Regions from separate parts of the Mus musculus genome. Here all the other regions are linked to region 2. A link is a contact called in public HiChIP or PLAC-seq and promoter capture Hi-C data. All regions are on one chromosome and are shown on one strand. The core of a region is the stretch at or near the end of the contact, and the rest is flanking DNA. Distances in the headings are between cores, read along the strand shown.

The links. Promoter capture Hi-C pulls out the DNA fragments that hold promoters and counts their contacts. HiChIP or PLAC-seq counts read pairs in DNA pulled down with a chosen protein or histone mark.
Region 1: a contact with region 2 is called in an H3K27ac HiChIP or PLAC-seq map of embryonic stem cells, with 7 times the contacts expected there. The contact joins the promoter of Cd209f here to the promoter of Cd209a in region 2. A contact is called at or near these places in 1 of 39 promoter capture datasets (embryonic stem cells), 1 of 115 datasets of contacts at active chromatin or transcription factors (embryonic stem cells) and 3 of 9 other capture datasets (adipose tissue, embryonic stem cells and liver).
Region 3: a contact with region 2 is called in a promoter capture Hi-C map of embryonic stem cells. The contact joins the promoter of Map2k7 here to the promoter of Cd209a in region 2. A contact is called at or near these places in 2 of 39 promoter capture datasets (embryonic stem cells and liver).

The regions. Positions count from the first base shown.
Region 1 is chr8:4,104,343-4,109,065 of GRCm38.p6, forward strand. Cd209f (CD209f antigen) reads right to left here and starts at 1,422. Exons shown (of 8, transcript NM_026956.2): 1 at 1,357-1,422; 2 at 1,124-1,204; 3 at 929-1,012; 4 at 481-549; 5 at 143-229. The coding sequence starts at 1,396.
Region 2 is chr8:3,747,031-3,751,277 of GRCm38.p6, forward strand. It overlaps Cd209a (CD209a antigen), which reads right to left and starts at 1,954. Exons shown (of 7, transcript NM_133238.5): 1 at 1,831-1,954; 2 at 1,643-1,729; 3 at 1,294-1,383; 4 at 601-681; 5 at 1-2. The coding sequence starts at 1,876.
Region 3 is chr8:4,235,332-4,240,088 of GRCm38.p6, forward strand. It overlaps Map2k7 (mitogen-activated protein kinase kinase 7), which reads left to right and starts at 3,409. Exons shown (of 12, transcript NM_001164172.1): 1 at 3,409-3,702. The coding sequence starts at 3,579. It overlaps Lrrc8e (leucine rich repeat containing 8 family, member E), which reads left to right. Exons shown (of 3, transcript NM_028175.2): 3 at 1-2,139. The coding sequence ends at 833.

The DNA of each region.
Region 1 (4,723 bases), core at 172-2,671, 360 kb after region 2:
AGTTATCAACTCAGAGCTCCCCAAACCCAGACCTCAATGCATGTGCTCTGTCCTGCCTGCCTCAGTGGAAGCCCTGGAAGGTGGATGCCAACCCATCTGATGACCCCTCTGCTCTGTCCTAACTCAGGCCTTGGAGTCTCACCCAGCGAGGCGTTGAACTGAGTCAGCTGCTGCTGAATCTGCTGGATCTGCTCCAAGCCGGAGTGTGTCTGCTCCCGAGGAACGGCAACTACAAGGAGAGGTTGGCAACAATTAAGCATCAACTGCGTGCCTGCTCCAGAGCTGGACCCATGAAATCACACTGGTGGTCATATTGACCCCAGGACCCCATTTCACAGACCACAGCACTGAGTCTCAGACTCTGTTAGGCCCAACAGGTCTCTGGCCTCCCCCATCATGCCATGCATCCAGCACGCCTGTGCCCATGGTTACCCGCCTCGTACAACCTCAGAGTCCTCTCCCACCTAGAGCCCCAGTTACCCTTGTCCAAGCTGGAGCTACCCTGCTGATCCTGGGTCTGTCCCTGTGAGTATGCACGAATCCTGGAGACTGCAAGAGAGAAGAGCACACCCATGCCCTCTTATGAACATGACAGTACCTGGCTGTGCCAAGTTCAGTTGCAAGGGAAAGATGATCCCCATTTCAGAGAAGGACAGTAAGCTGCTGGTGGTCACAGATGAAAGGAGGGATGTGGACTTTAGATGTCCCAGCTGTGGTGAATTTGGGGCTAGGCAATGATCACCACAGAGGGAAAATCTAAGAGCTCAGCTACTGTCCCATGCTGGAGTTCTTGCTTAACAAGTGCAAAAATAAAATAATAAATAAAATAAAAACAGAACTCCCCTCCCCCCCCCAAAAAAAAGCAAACAAGTCAACCTAAAAGCATTCTGTACTCCTGTCACCCTCTCCCAGCCCTGCTCTGACTTACCTTGAACCAGGGTGGCCAACATAAGCAAAAAGAGGCCCAAAGAGATGAGAAGCAGCAGAAGCCAGGGGACTTGGGTCAGATGCCCTGCACAACCGACAGATGGGCAGAGCTGAGCTCCCAGGGAGCAGATCCTGCTCTGCCGTGTTCCTTCTGCAGAGAATCCCTGACACCTCTGCCCCTGAGTCATCCTGGTACCTTGTAAACTCTTGGAGCTGCAAATGAGACCCTCGGGGTCATGCTCAGCAAATCCCTGCTCTCCAGATGTGACCTCCTCCTCTGAATGGGGCAGAAGATACGCAGCTGACCTTCAAAGCTCAGCCACCTCCCTCATCACCACCTCTCCCAAGCTGGAGGCCAGGACCAGATCTCTCTGGATCCTGGATCCTGGATCCTGGACCCTGCTTCCCCTAGTTGGTACCCAGCCTCACCATGATTCTTTGACTGATGGAACTCTGGCTCTCCTGCCATCCTCTGCTTCTCTTGACTCCCTCCTCTCCACCTTCCCTCTGCCCTGGGATTTATATAACCCCATGGCCCTCTGCAGCACCCTCTGTGAGGTCGATTCTTCTCTGACTCAGGGGAAAAAAAGGGAACAGGATGGGGACACCCTCACCCCGGAAAAGAGACATGGGGAGAGAGACATTGCTTTACACAGCTAAAAAGGTGCCAGTCTGGGCCAGGAGTTTTGCTGTATATTTTTATGACAATGTCCTTGCTCCAAGCTATATCTAGTAATGGGAGTTGGTTTACTCAGCTGTGCAATGGAGCCCTGAGGAACTGGGGCTCTGACTCAGTTATTAGAGTTCTTGACCAGCATACACAAGGCCCTGGTTTCAAATCCCAAGCACTATAGAAACTGGTGTGTAACTCTCATCTCATAAAGTGTGAGATAGAAACAGAAGGATCAAAAGTTCAAGGTTGTTTCAAGGTTACATAGCAAGTTAGACTGTTAGAGGCCATGAAGAGAAGAAGAAGAAAGAAATAAAGAGGAAAAGGAGAGAGAATAAGAAAAAAAAAAAGTGTCCATGCTGTGAATTTTCAGGGTGAGGTTTAATCCAGTACTTAAGTAAAATATCATGTAGTCTAGTGATGTTATCACGTGAGATTTACAGACATTGAACTAGAGAGATAGCTCAGTGGGTAAAGTGCTTGCCATGCAAGCTTGAGAACTTGAGTTTGATCCCAGGAGCCCATGGGAAAAAAACACTGGATGCTTTAGCATCTGTAACCCCAGCACTCCACAATGAGATGGGCCATAGATACAGAAGAATCCCTGGAAACTTGTACACTGGCTTGTTGCGGTAAATCTCCAACCCAAATAAACCCTGGCAATGAAAACACAACTCAATTAATATGAATACATGCTGTGCACATAGATTGGGCAGATCTACCACTGCACTACCATCTTCCCTGTCTATGAATCCCTTATAACTTGCGGTTTCTCCAGGCCAAGTGTTTCTGCTCCACTTTCTCCTTCTTCTTCCTCTTCCTCCTCATCTGTCATTCTCTTTCTCTCTCTCTCTCTCTCTCTCTCTCTCTCTCTCTCTCTCTCTCTCTCTCTCTCTCTCTCCTTTTCTCCCAAAACCTTCAGCTCTACCTTCCCCTCTTTCTCTGTCCCCAATCACTGGCTCTAGCCTTTATTTTACAAATTAAGGTGAAAAGGTTTCCAGGAAATTGCCTGAGTGCTGACTGAGTCTTTGTTCAGAACCCTTCACAGGAGAATGGAATCAACATCAAATATAATTAGCCTCAGGGCTATCAGCAACACTGGCTAGCTGGGAGTCAGCAATAGGGAATAAGACCCTGCCTCAAAGAACATGGAAGCTGAAGACCAATGCCTGAGGTATTCCCCTGACATCTACACACTCACTGTGGTTTGCACATGTGTACACACATTAAAATAGACATGGCTGTACTCCTACACACACAGGGAAGGAGGGAAGAAAGGAAAGAAGGGAGGGAGGGAGGAAGGGAAGGGAAGAGAGGGGAGAGAGAGAGAGAGGTAGGGAGAGAGAGAGAGAGAGAGATTGCAGACCTTGGTCTACCTGACATAGAAAACTCAGCCTCATGGGAGGGCAAAGTGGTCCCTAGTGTCGAGCCTTTCCTAGTTGGATTTGACTTGCTAGGTACTGCTTTAACCTTTTGAGATGACTCAGGATCCTCTGTCCCTCCCAGGTGACAAAAACTACTAAAACAGTATACCCAGCTGGGGTGTGTTGCTCACCTGTTTTAAGGGAAGAACTCTAATGGATGTCAGCCTCAAATGAGGTCCCTGAAAATGGTGATGGAACAAGACAGCAGTCCCCCACTCTGTAAATGTGTGAGATTATAGGACACATGTAGCTCCAAGCATACACATCCCATACCCTAGAGCTAGAACTGTAGCTTGCATGAGGCTCTGGATCCCGTCCCCAGCACCACCAAAGTGCTTGCTCACACACTGGTCAATAGGAGGGGCCTCCCTCTGTTTCGTCACAGCCCCAGTGGCTCCAGAACAATAGAAACTGATGTCTCCAATTCTGGACTTCAGGGAGCTAAAGAAGGAAGCTGCAGCTGGTATCTGGGGATGCTGCTTCCTAGTTCTTAGATTACTCCCTGCTATCATGTCTTCCCAAACTGGAAGGGTTCAGTGAGTTCTCTGGGCTTTCCTCTCTTTTTGAGAAAAGAAAGGTTTTGTTTTCGTTTTTAAGTGTGTGTGTGTGTGTGTGTGTGTGTGTGTGTGTATGTGTGTGCAGTACCTGAGGGAGCCAAAAGAAAGCATCTGACCAGGCATCCAATCATCTTACAGGTTGTTTTCTCTTGCCCATTGTGGGTGTTGGGTACCAAACTCAAGTCCCCTGCAATATATTTTCTTAACTCCTGAGCCATTTCTCCAGTTTCTGCATCTCTCTCTCTCTCTCTCTCTCTCTCTCTCTCTCTCTCTCTCTCTCTCTCTCTCTCTCTCTCTCTCTCTCTCTGTTTTTCAGAGTCTCACCCAGCTCTGGTTGGCCTAAAACAACTTGATATGTAGCCAAAGTTAACTCTGCATTCAAATTCTCCTCCCTCCACTTCAGGAGGCATACCACAGTGAAAATATGTTTCTTTCTCCCATGTGGTTCCATAGATAGAACTCAGGCTTGATGTAAGTACCTCTACCCATGGATCAATCTCGGCAGCTCTCTGGTATCTCTTTTATGAGGCTGTCACCTCATTTATGAGGATTCTTCTATCATGAGCTGACCTACTATGATGGTTAAGGTTGATTATCAACTTGACAGGATCCAGAGTCACCATGGAAACAAGCCTTGGGTGTGTCTGTGAGGGAGTATCAGATTATGTTGCTGGAAGTGCAAAGACTCACCTTAACCATGAGTGCACTATTTCTGGAATCCTGGTCTAATAAAAAGCAGAAAGTGAATTGACCAACAGCATTCATTGATCCCTGCTTCTGTACTTGGGATGCAATGTGATCAGCTGCCTCATGCTTCTGCTGCCATGTTCTTTAATGAAAGTTAAAGTCTGTCTGCCTCCCTACTCCTCTTTCTCTTCGTATAACATGTATGCATGACACACATGTGATGACATTCATGTGGAGGTCAGGAAATTGCCTTGTGGGATCAGTTCTTTCCATCTGACTTTATATGGGTTCCAGGGACTGAACTCAAGTCACCTGGCTGATGCAGTTGAGACATGGCATTTTGAAAAGAGGCATTACAGAAGCAGAGATGGAATAGGGAGGTAGAACAGTATTTCAATGACAGGAGGGAAACTGCAAAGAGTAGGAAGTGAAAAAAGACATGACCTTTCAGAGGAACT
Region 2 (4,247 bases), core at 704-3,203:
ATCTGTTGGGGAGGTCAGGTCAGGTTAGGATGGACCCATCTTCAACCTTCAAGCCCTCCAGAATAAGCCCCTCCCTTGACACAGCACATCCCTTACTCCATGTCTTGAGTTCCTTCTATACCCAGAAGAACCCAGGAGTCCTAGCCTGATCCTTTCAAGACTGGAAAAAGTTTGGTCTTAGAGCTCAGAATAGAGGCCAGGAGGCTGGTTTAACTGAGTACCTACCATGTGCATACTCCTGTGAACACCCAGCACCTAATGTGTACACAATCTCTGTGAACACTGAGTGTCTAACATGTGCATACCCCTGTGAACATTGAGAGCTTACTTTGAACATACTCTTGTGAACATTGAGTGCCTATTCTGTTCAGTCTCCTGTGACTATTGAGTGCTTATTTTGTACATAATCCCTATGAATACTGACTGCTTATTGTGTGCATGGACTCTAGTCAAACACTAGTGAGATGCCTGCCTCATCATTACCCTGCATGTCCATCCCACAGGTTAGGGACGTGAGGCTTAGTGAAGAGGAGTTATTTAAGCAAGGTGATCTATGTAAACCTTTTCAGGGTGTGAGCGCCTTCACTTCCAGTCACTCACCTACGCCAGCCTTCAACTGGGTCAGTTCTTGGTAGACATTCATCTGATTGTTTTCTTCCTGAGAACTGGGTATTTTGTAGACTGGGCCAAGAAAATATAGTCACTGCAGTTATTAAATGCTTACTGTGTTTTTTGGTCTATACTGGGCCCCCAGGACCAAGATATCCTTTGTCCTCTCCCCCTTTTCTACCTCCTTCTTCTCTCCCCTCCTCATTCCTTCCTCTTTTTCTCTTTCTCTCTTTCTCTCCTTCTGCCCCCCCCGTCTCTCTTAGATAGTCTCATATAGTTCAGACTACATCAAAATTTTGATGTAGCTGCCTCTATGAACCTCTCCTTCCTCTGCTTCCTGAGTGCTGGGATTATAGGGATGTACCATTACACCCAGTTTTATGCAGTGCTTGGGATGGAGCACAGCTTTTTGAGCTTGTGAGGTAAGCATTCTACCACTTGAACAATGTCTCCAGTCTAGCATCATTTTCAAAACCCAAGGTCTTACTTAGTCCTATTTGATGAGGAAGATATCTAATAACCAAAGAAAATTGGATGTCTAAGGCAAGTGCAGCCAGTGTCTCTGTGCAGAACTCCTCTATTCAAAGGACCATGAAGACACAGTCCCAGTCAGTTGCTCCTCCCTTCTGGATCCCTCGTTTGAAGAGCCAGACTTAGGAGCCCCAAACACCAATCCTGCCTGACCTTTGACAAGGATGACAACCAGCAGCACAGAACAAACAGCTAGGAAGAGCACCTGCAGTGCCAAGGGGACTTGACTGTGGACCAGGCACCCTGTGGGAGAGAAGGGTTAAAATTTAGCACCTCAGCATTCCTGATTTATTGTGGCCCCAGTCAGGCAATCCATCTCTCACTCCCAAGGTACAGAATTTCATATCATAGCTTCTACAGTTCCCAGGTTCCAGATTCAGGATCTGAGCTTCCAATTCTCTGAACATCAGTGGCCTGAGTCCCAAACTCTACCCCCCCCCCCCCACAGAAACTAAGTTTATGTCTGGAGCTGACCACTCCATAGTCCCTCATTCTGTTTTACCTGTGAAGCTACTGAATCCAGAATTTGTTTGGAAGCCAAAGCCTTTGATGGAGTGCCTGGTGTGGCTGGATGTCAGCAGTTCCTCATCTAAGTGAATAGAGCGTCAGTCATATATAGGGTAGTCGGAGACAAACACTGACCTATTTGTGCCCCTTCCCCAAGCTCCCAGAGCACCAGCTCAGTCTCACCCAGAGGGCGAAGCTGCCTCTTCCCCATTTCCTTAGAATCACTCATGTTTCACAGCCACTTCTCAGTGCCAGAATCTGACAGAGACTACAGCTTTTATTTGCCACCTCCTTGAATCTTACTTAGGAAGAGAAATTGAGAAGTGAGTAATGACACCGGAAGAGTGAGAGGGAGGGGGCTGAGCATCTGACACACCAGGCAGGAGATACATTTTCCAGAAATTTCAGAGAGGAGTGAGAGGGCCTGTACTTCTCAGCAGAAATAGATGGTTCACTTCCAGTATGGTCAGCTCTGGAATGTCTTCTATAAAAGCCAGTAACTTGTAAAATCAAGTGACTTTTGGGTCTTTTTCAGTTATGATGGTGTGTGGGCTAGCAACACCATATCTTGTCAGAGACACCACCCTTTTTCATCTTGGTCTACTGATGGTGTCACTCATAGTGATTTCTTTCTCTTTTTTTCTCTGTTTTTGAGACAAGATTTTATGTAGCTCAGGCTAGCCTCAAACTTGACATGTAGCAGGAATGACTTGAACTGCCTCATCCCTTCACCTCCTGAGTTAGCTGGGGCTAACTGAGCCACATCGCCATCCCCCATTTTTTTATTTCCATGCATTCATTAAATTACACAAGTCACTTCCTTCTGGTACACCACTCAGCCAGGGGAAGATCAGGTGCTTCATCCTCCCCCCACCCTCCACCCAGAGACAGATTGACTCTCAAGAGATCTGTCATAATCAGACTCATAGGTAAGGCCCCCCCACCCCAATATATGGCCTAACTGGAACCCCCAAAGGGCCCAGCAGATGCAGGACATATCCACCCTATGGGAGACACATCTTCCTTCTGGTCCACAAAGAGGGCAGACTTGGTGCTCCAGCTCACCTGTCCACACCCAGAGACAGCCTGACTCTCAGGAGGTCTAGCATAACCAGGGTCACAGGAAGCCTGCCTAACTAGGGACACAGGAGGTCCCCCTAACCAGAGACAGCAATGTTTGCCTCCCAGAAGGTCTGCTCTAACGCAGCTCCCAGAGCTCTACCTTCCTACAAGGAGGGACAAGCTCCAGTCCCTGTCAGAGACAGCAAGGCTAGTTAACATTAGAGATAACCAGATGATGAGAGGCAAGTGCAAGAATATAGGCAACAGAAACCAATGCCACTTGGCACCATCAGAACCCTGTTCTCCCACCACAGCAAGCCCTGGATATCTTAATAAATCTGAAAAGCAAGATTTAGACCTAAAAATCCCATCTCATGAAGATGATGGAGCTCTTTAAGGAAGATATAAAGAACTCCCTTAAAAAAATACAGGTGAACACAGGTAATCAGGTAGACCCTTAAAGAGAAAACAAATAAATTCCTTAAAGAAATACTGGAAAACACAATCAAACAGGTGACGAAATTGAACAAAACCACCCTGGATCTAAAAATGGAAATAAAAACAATAAAGAAATTACAAAGGTAGGTAACCCTGGAGATGGAAAACCTAGAAAAGAGATCAGGAGTTATCAGATATAAGCATCGCCAACAGAATACAGGGATAGAAGAGAGACTCTCAGGTGTAGAAGATATCATGGAAAATATTGACACAAAAGTCAAAGAAAATACAAAGTGCAGAAAGCTTCTAACCCAAAACATCCAGGAGATTCAGGATACAATGAAAAGATCAAACCTAAGAATAATAGGAATGAATATAAGAGAGTGCAGATTCCCAGTTCAAAGGACCAGAAAACATCTTCAACAAAATCATAGTAGAAAACTTCCCTAACCTGAAGAAAGAGATGGCCATAAGTGTACAAGAGGCCTACAGAACACCTAATAGATTGGACCAGAAAAGAAAATCCTCCTGTCACATAATCAAAATACCAAATGCACAGGACAAAGAAAGCATATTACAAGCAGTAATGGAAAAAGGCCAAGGAACACATAAAGGCAGACCAATCAGAATTACATCAGACTTTGCAACAGAGACTCTAAAAGTCAGATCTTGGACAGATGTCATACAGATCCTAAGAGAACACAAATACCAGCCCAGGCTACTATAACTAGCAAAACTCTCAATCACCAAAGATGGAGAAACCAAGATAGTCTATGACAAAACCAAATTAAAACAATATCTCTCCACTAATCCAGCCCCACAGAGGATACTAGAAGGAAAGCACCAACACAAGGAGGGAAACTACACACAAGAAAAACCAAGAAATTAATCATCTTACAACAAACCCAGAAGAAGAGAACCACACAAACATAATACCACCTGTAACAACAAAAATAACACGAAGCAACAATTATTGGTTTTTAATTCTTCTCAACATCAATGGACTCAATTCCTCAATAAAAAGACAAAGCTAACAGACTGGGTATGTAAACAGGACCCAACATTTTGCTGCATATAAGAAACACACCTCAGTGACAAAG
Region 3 (4,757 bases), core at 2,159-4,658, 490 kb after region 2:
CAGAAATGGCTCGGGGTGCCACCCTGGAGAGCCTCCGGGAGCTTAAACAGCTCAAGGTACTGTCTCTACGTAGCAATGCAGGGAAGGTGCCAGCCAGTGTGACTGATGTGGCCGGGCACCTTCAGCGACTCAGCCTGCACAATGATGGGGCTCGTTTGCTTGCCCTAAACAGCCTCAAGAAGCTGGCAGTGTTACGGGAGCTGGAGCTGGTGGCCTGTGGGCTGGAACGTATCCCCCATGCAATCTTCAGCCTGGGGGCTCTGCAGGAACTTGACCTTAAGGACAACCACCTTCGGTCTATCGAGGAGATCCTCAGCTTCCAGCACTGTCGGAAGCTGGTCACTCTCAGGCTGTGGCACAACCAGATTGCCTATGTGCCCGAGCATGTGAGAAAGCTCCGGAGCCTGGAGCAGCTCTACCTCAGTCACAACAAGCTGGAGACTCTGCCCACCCAGCTGGGCCAGTGCTTTGGCCTCCGCCTGCTGGATTTATCCCACAACGGGCTTCGTTCCCTGCCACCTGAGTTGGGCCTTCTCCAGAGCCTCCAGCATCTAGCCCTCTCCTACAACGCACTCGAGAGTCTGCCCGATGAATTGTTCTTCTGCCACAAGCTGCGGACGTTACTCTTGGGCTACAACCACCTAACTCAGCTCTCACCTGACGTGGCTGCCCTCCAGGCCCTCAGCCGTCTGGAGCTCAAGGGTAACAGGTTGGAGACACTGCCAGAAGAACTTGGTGACTGCAAGGGGCTGAAGAAGTCGGGGCTGCTGGTGGAGGACACCCTTTATGAGGGACTGCCTGCAGAAGTTCGGGAAAAGATGGAGGAGGAATGAAGCCTGGTGGGGGAAGGGGCAGGCTGACACAGAGGCCTTTACATGTTTCTGCCCAACATTGTATTCCAAGGGAGAGAGGTCCAGCAGGAGTGGAAGGAAGGCAGGACATGTCGGTTTTGTGCAGCTCAGACAAGATCCTGGGACTGGTTTTTCTGGAGGAGAAACAGGAGGCGGTAGATTTGAGGTGTAACCCCTTAGGGAAGGATTAACCAGTCTTAGGTTCTTCAACCAAAACCACACCTGTGTCTTTGGCTGGCTGGCTTGCCCTTCCTCTGAACATTCTGGCTTAATTAGTTTCCTATATGGGAGTGGGATTTCCAACCTTTCCCAACAAGGATCAGCATATACTTAGGGTTCTCTCCTAAGGAGAGGATACAGGGTCCAGTTCCAAAGTTCCATATCCCAACTTTCATGCAAGTCCTGATTTTATAAGCCCTTTGTGACAGGGATGGGTACTTAGAACAATGGCTCTCACATTTAGCTATGTAATAAAATCAGCTGAGAGGCCCGGAAGAAAACAAAACCCTTACATGCTTCCCACCCCACCCCTGAAATTATACTGACTCAGAATTTGGATGGGTAGCTGAGCATGGTGGCACACGCCTTTAATTCCAGCACTCAGGAGGCAGAGGCAGGTGGATTTCTGAGTTCGAGGCCAGCCTGGTCTACAAAGTGAGTTCCAGGACAGCCAGGGCTACACAGAGAAACCCTGTCAAAAAAAAAAAAAAAAAAAATTGGGTGGGGCCAGGAATCTGCTACTAAGTAAGAATGCCAGGTAATTCTGATTCAGGTGGTCCTGAGACCACATAATGGAAATATTGACATAAAGACTGGGCTGGCACTGAAGCTCAGTTGTGAGAGTGCTTGCTTGACATGCAGGCAGCCCTGGGTCCCGTCCTCAGCATTTCATAATCTAGGAGTGGTGGAACCTATGTAATGTAGAGATGCCTGTATAGTACTCTGGAGGTGGAGGGAGGAGGCGTGAAAGGTTGGAGGTAGCCTGGGAGACGGAGCATAGCTCATCTCAAAACAACTAAGAATGGAATACTGACATGTCAGCTATGGAGCCCCTTTTCTCGAGCCGTAGGGAGTCCCATCAAGTTAAGCAGTGTTTTCTCAGGACAATGCTCATGGAACATAAAGAAGAAACTGTAAGCCGAGTCTCCTGTCACACATTCCCACCTGAGTCCAGTGCTGGTGAAGGCTACCTTTTTTCCCAGTTCATTCAGGGATTTTCTTTTGAATGTTTCCTGTGCAGGGGAGCATATACCACTGGGTGCTTAATAAACGAGAACGGTAATTTCCACCTCCTTGTACAGTATGATTGTCTAAGCTGCCTATAACTGGGGCCAAATGATGACACCTGTCTATCAAATCAGGCTGTCTGTCCTGGGAGGAAGGATATCCAAGTTACTTCAACGAGGTGAAGTAGAATCAAGAGAAATTGGGTAGTTTTCTGCCTAGGTTTTTTTTTTTTTTTTTTCCTAAAGAATCTACCTCACCCCACCCTCTAAAACAGTTGGATGGTGGTGATGCCTATCTTCAGTCCCAACACTCCAGAAGGCAGAGGCAGGTGGATTTCTTGAGTTCCAGGCCAGCCGGGTCTACAGAGTTACAGGGCAGCTAGAACTACACAGTGAAACCTTGTTGCGAAAACAAAACAAAACAAAACAAAACCAATCCAATTTTCCTCTCCTCTTTTATCCTTTTAACTCTAAGCTTCTCTCTGCTCCACCCATAGGTCATTACCAAAGGAGTTCTAAGAAGCCTTTAAAGGCCAAGGCCCATCCCAAAGTGTTCACTGTTGCTTCCGGAGTTGTGCGCAGCCTGACCTCCTGGGTTTGGTCTCTTGCTGAATGTCCCTGCACATTCAACGACCCGAATTTACACACAAACTTTATCCTAGCACTCTTGGAAGAACTTAATGCAGGGTGGGGATGGGGCTAGCAGGGCAGAGGCATCTAACCCCAGGGACTGTCTTCAGATAACATTGGTTTCAAGTCCGGATTCTCCGGGCGAAAGGATAGGAATGGGGCAGAAAGTCTGGCCTTAACCTTGATTCTGACACCGAGCTCAGGAATCACCAACTCTGGATTCCCTCTCCACTTGTCAGGGCTACTCTCACTGTGCTGGGACTGGCTGAAATGGAAAGGGATTACCATGGGCACCTAATTACGGTGAGGAGGCGGCTCCATGCTAACAGCGAGAGTTCAGGCCGCAATTAAGCATAACAGGTCCTCATGAAAGACCGTCCTAGACGAGGAAGGTTGTTCCGTGAGGGCGCGGGCACCAGAGCGCCCTAGAGATGCACACGAAGTGAAGAATAATCTGGGAACAGCCGTAAGCGTGTGCAGTAAAGGCGCGAGCTTGGCCGGTCTCCCGCTTCTGCACGCAGGCGTGCGGTTGACCGGACTTCGCTTTCTCTCTTTTTTTCTTTTTTTTTTTTAAGTGATTTCCAACAGCGCTTAATCGCCTGAAACTTCACGCATGCGCACTGCGGAAGGCAGCGATAGGCCATGACAATGCATGAGGCCCGCCTCGGGCTCTAGGTGGCATCAGCTTCCTACTGGAACCCAGTGCGCACGCGCGGCGTTATGCACGCGAGGCAGGGCGGGCACGCGCTGGGGTGGTCTAGGCAGGACGGCGGCTCGGCGGGGTCATCCGAGCGCAGGCGCAGTGCGGTGTTTGTCTACCCCGGACTGACGGGTGGCCTGGCGGTGAGCGGCGGCAGCGGCGGCGGGGAAGATGGCGGCGTCCTCCCTGGAGCAGAAGCTGTCCCGCCTGGAAGCCAAGCTGAAGCAGGAGAACCGTGAGGCCCGCAGGAGGATCGACCTCAACTTGGATATCAGCCCACAGCGGCCCAGGCCCAGTAAGCACGGCCTCGTGGGGGAGGGGCGGGCGGGGCGGGGCGCGCACTGGGAGGCCCCGCCCACCGGGCAGATCCTGCCCCCGCTTCCGGGGCGCTAGCTCTCCTCCCCTCCACTCTCTGTGCTGTCGGCTTGCAGGGAGAGGGTCACGGTGACCTGGAAGTCGGGTGGGCAGTCTCCAGGGCGACTCTCTCCGCCCACGTACCGCGGTCCCGAAGTTCACACCGTTGGTACCTGAGAGCTTAGTCCCTCACCCTGTGGTCGGCTTCCGGAGCCTTGTCACCTGCACCTTGCAGGCTTTCAGACTCGAAGCTACGCCGCTGTGACTACAACCAAGTCTTTTAACTCTGCAAACAGTTATATCTCTTCTGATTCAGTGGTTCCACTCCTGCCGAGTCAGTGACTGTCAAGAGGTCCCCTCCCCTAGCAGACAGTCCACACACGTGCATGCCTATCTGCCCATGTAGGTCACTAAGTCCTCATCTACATCCGTTTTGATTGGAGGCTTCTATTTGACTTCTTTGGTCATATCAGATGGCTCCTTCTAAGCTTGGAAGGACCTTGTCACTGGACCCAGCTCACTGCCTCCTACATACAGGGGCACCTCATATCTCTAATGACCAACTACTTTTCACTATTGCTGTCTAGCCCTCAGGAAACACATAGCCATCTCTCAGCCTGGCAGCCTTTGTCTACAGGGCTCAAGTGACTGCTACTACTACAGACACCTGTAACCAGTGTAGTCCCATCGAGTAGAAACGCACCTCCTTTCTGAGCCTACTGTCTTTGGGCCTGCCTCCTGACATACGGTCCTGTACCAAAAGTGCTTCCTCTTCCTTTCTAGACACACATCCAGCTTGTCCACCATGACCACAGTTAGCATCCTTGTTGTATCCCAGATACCCCTGTCCCAAGTTGTCTTTGCTGAAAGAATCTGGCTTTTTTTCTCCCCTCTCTGTCCAACCCTTCCTCTGTCCCTCTTGATTCAGCAGAATGTCTTCTTTATATCCTCTGTGATGTAATCTTTGGAGTATACATACTATAGTTGTCTGTGTGG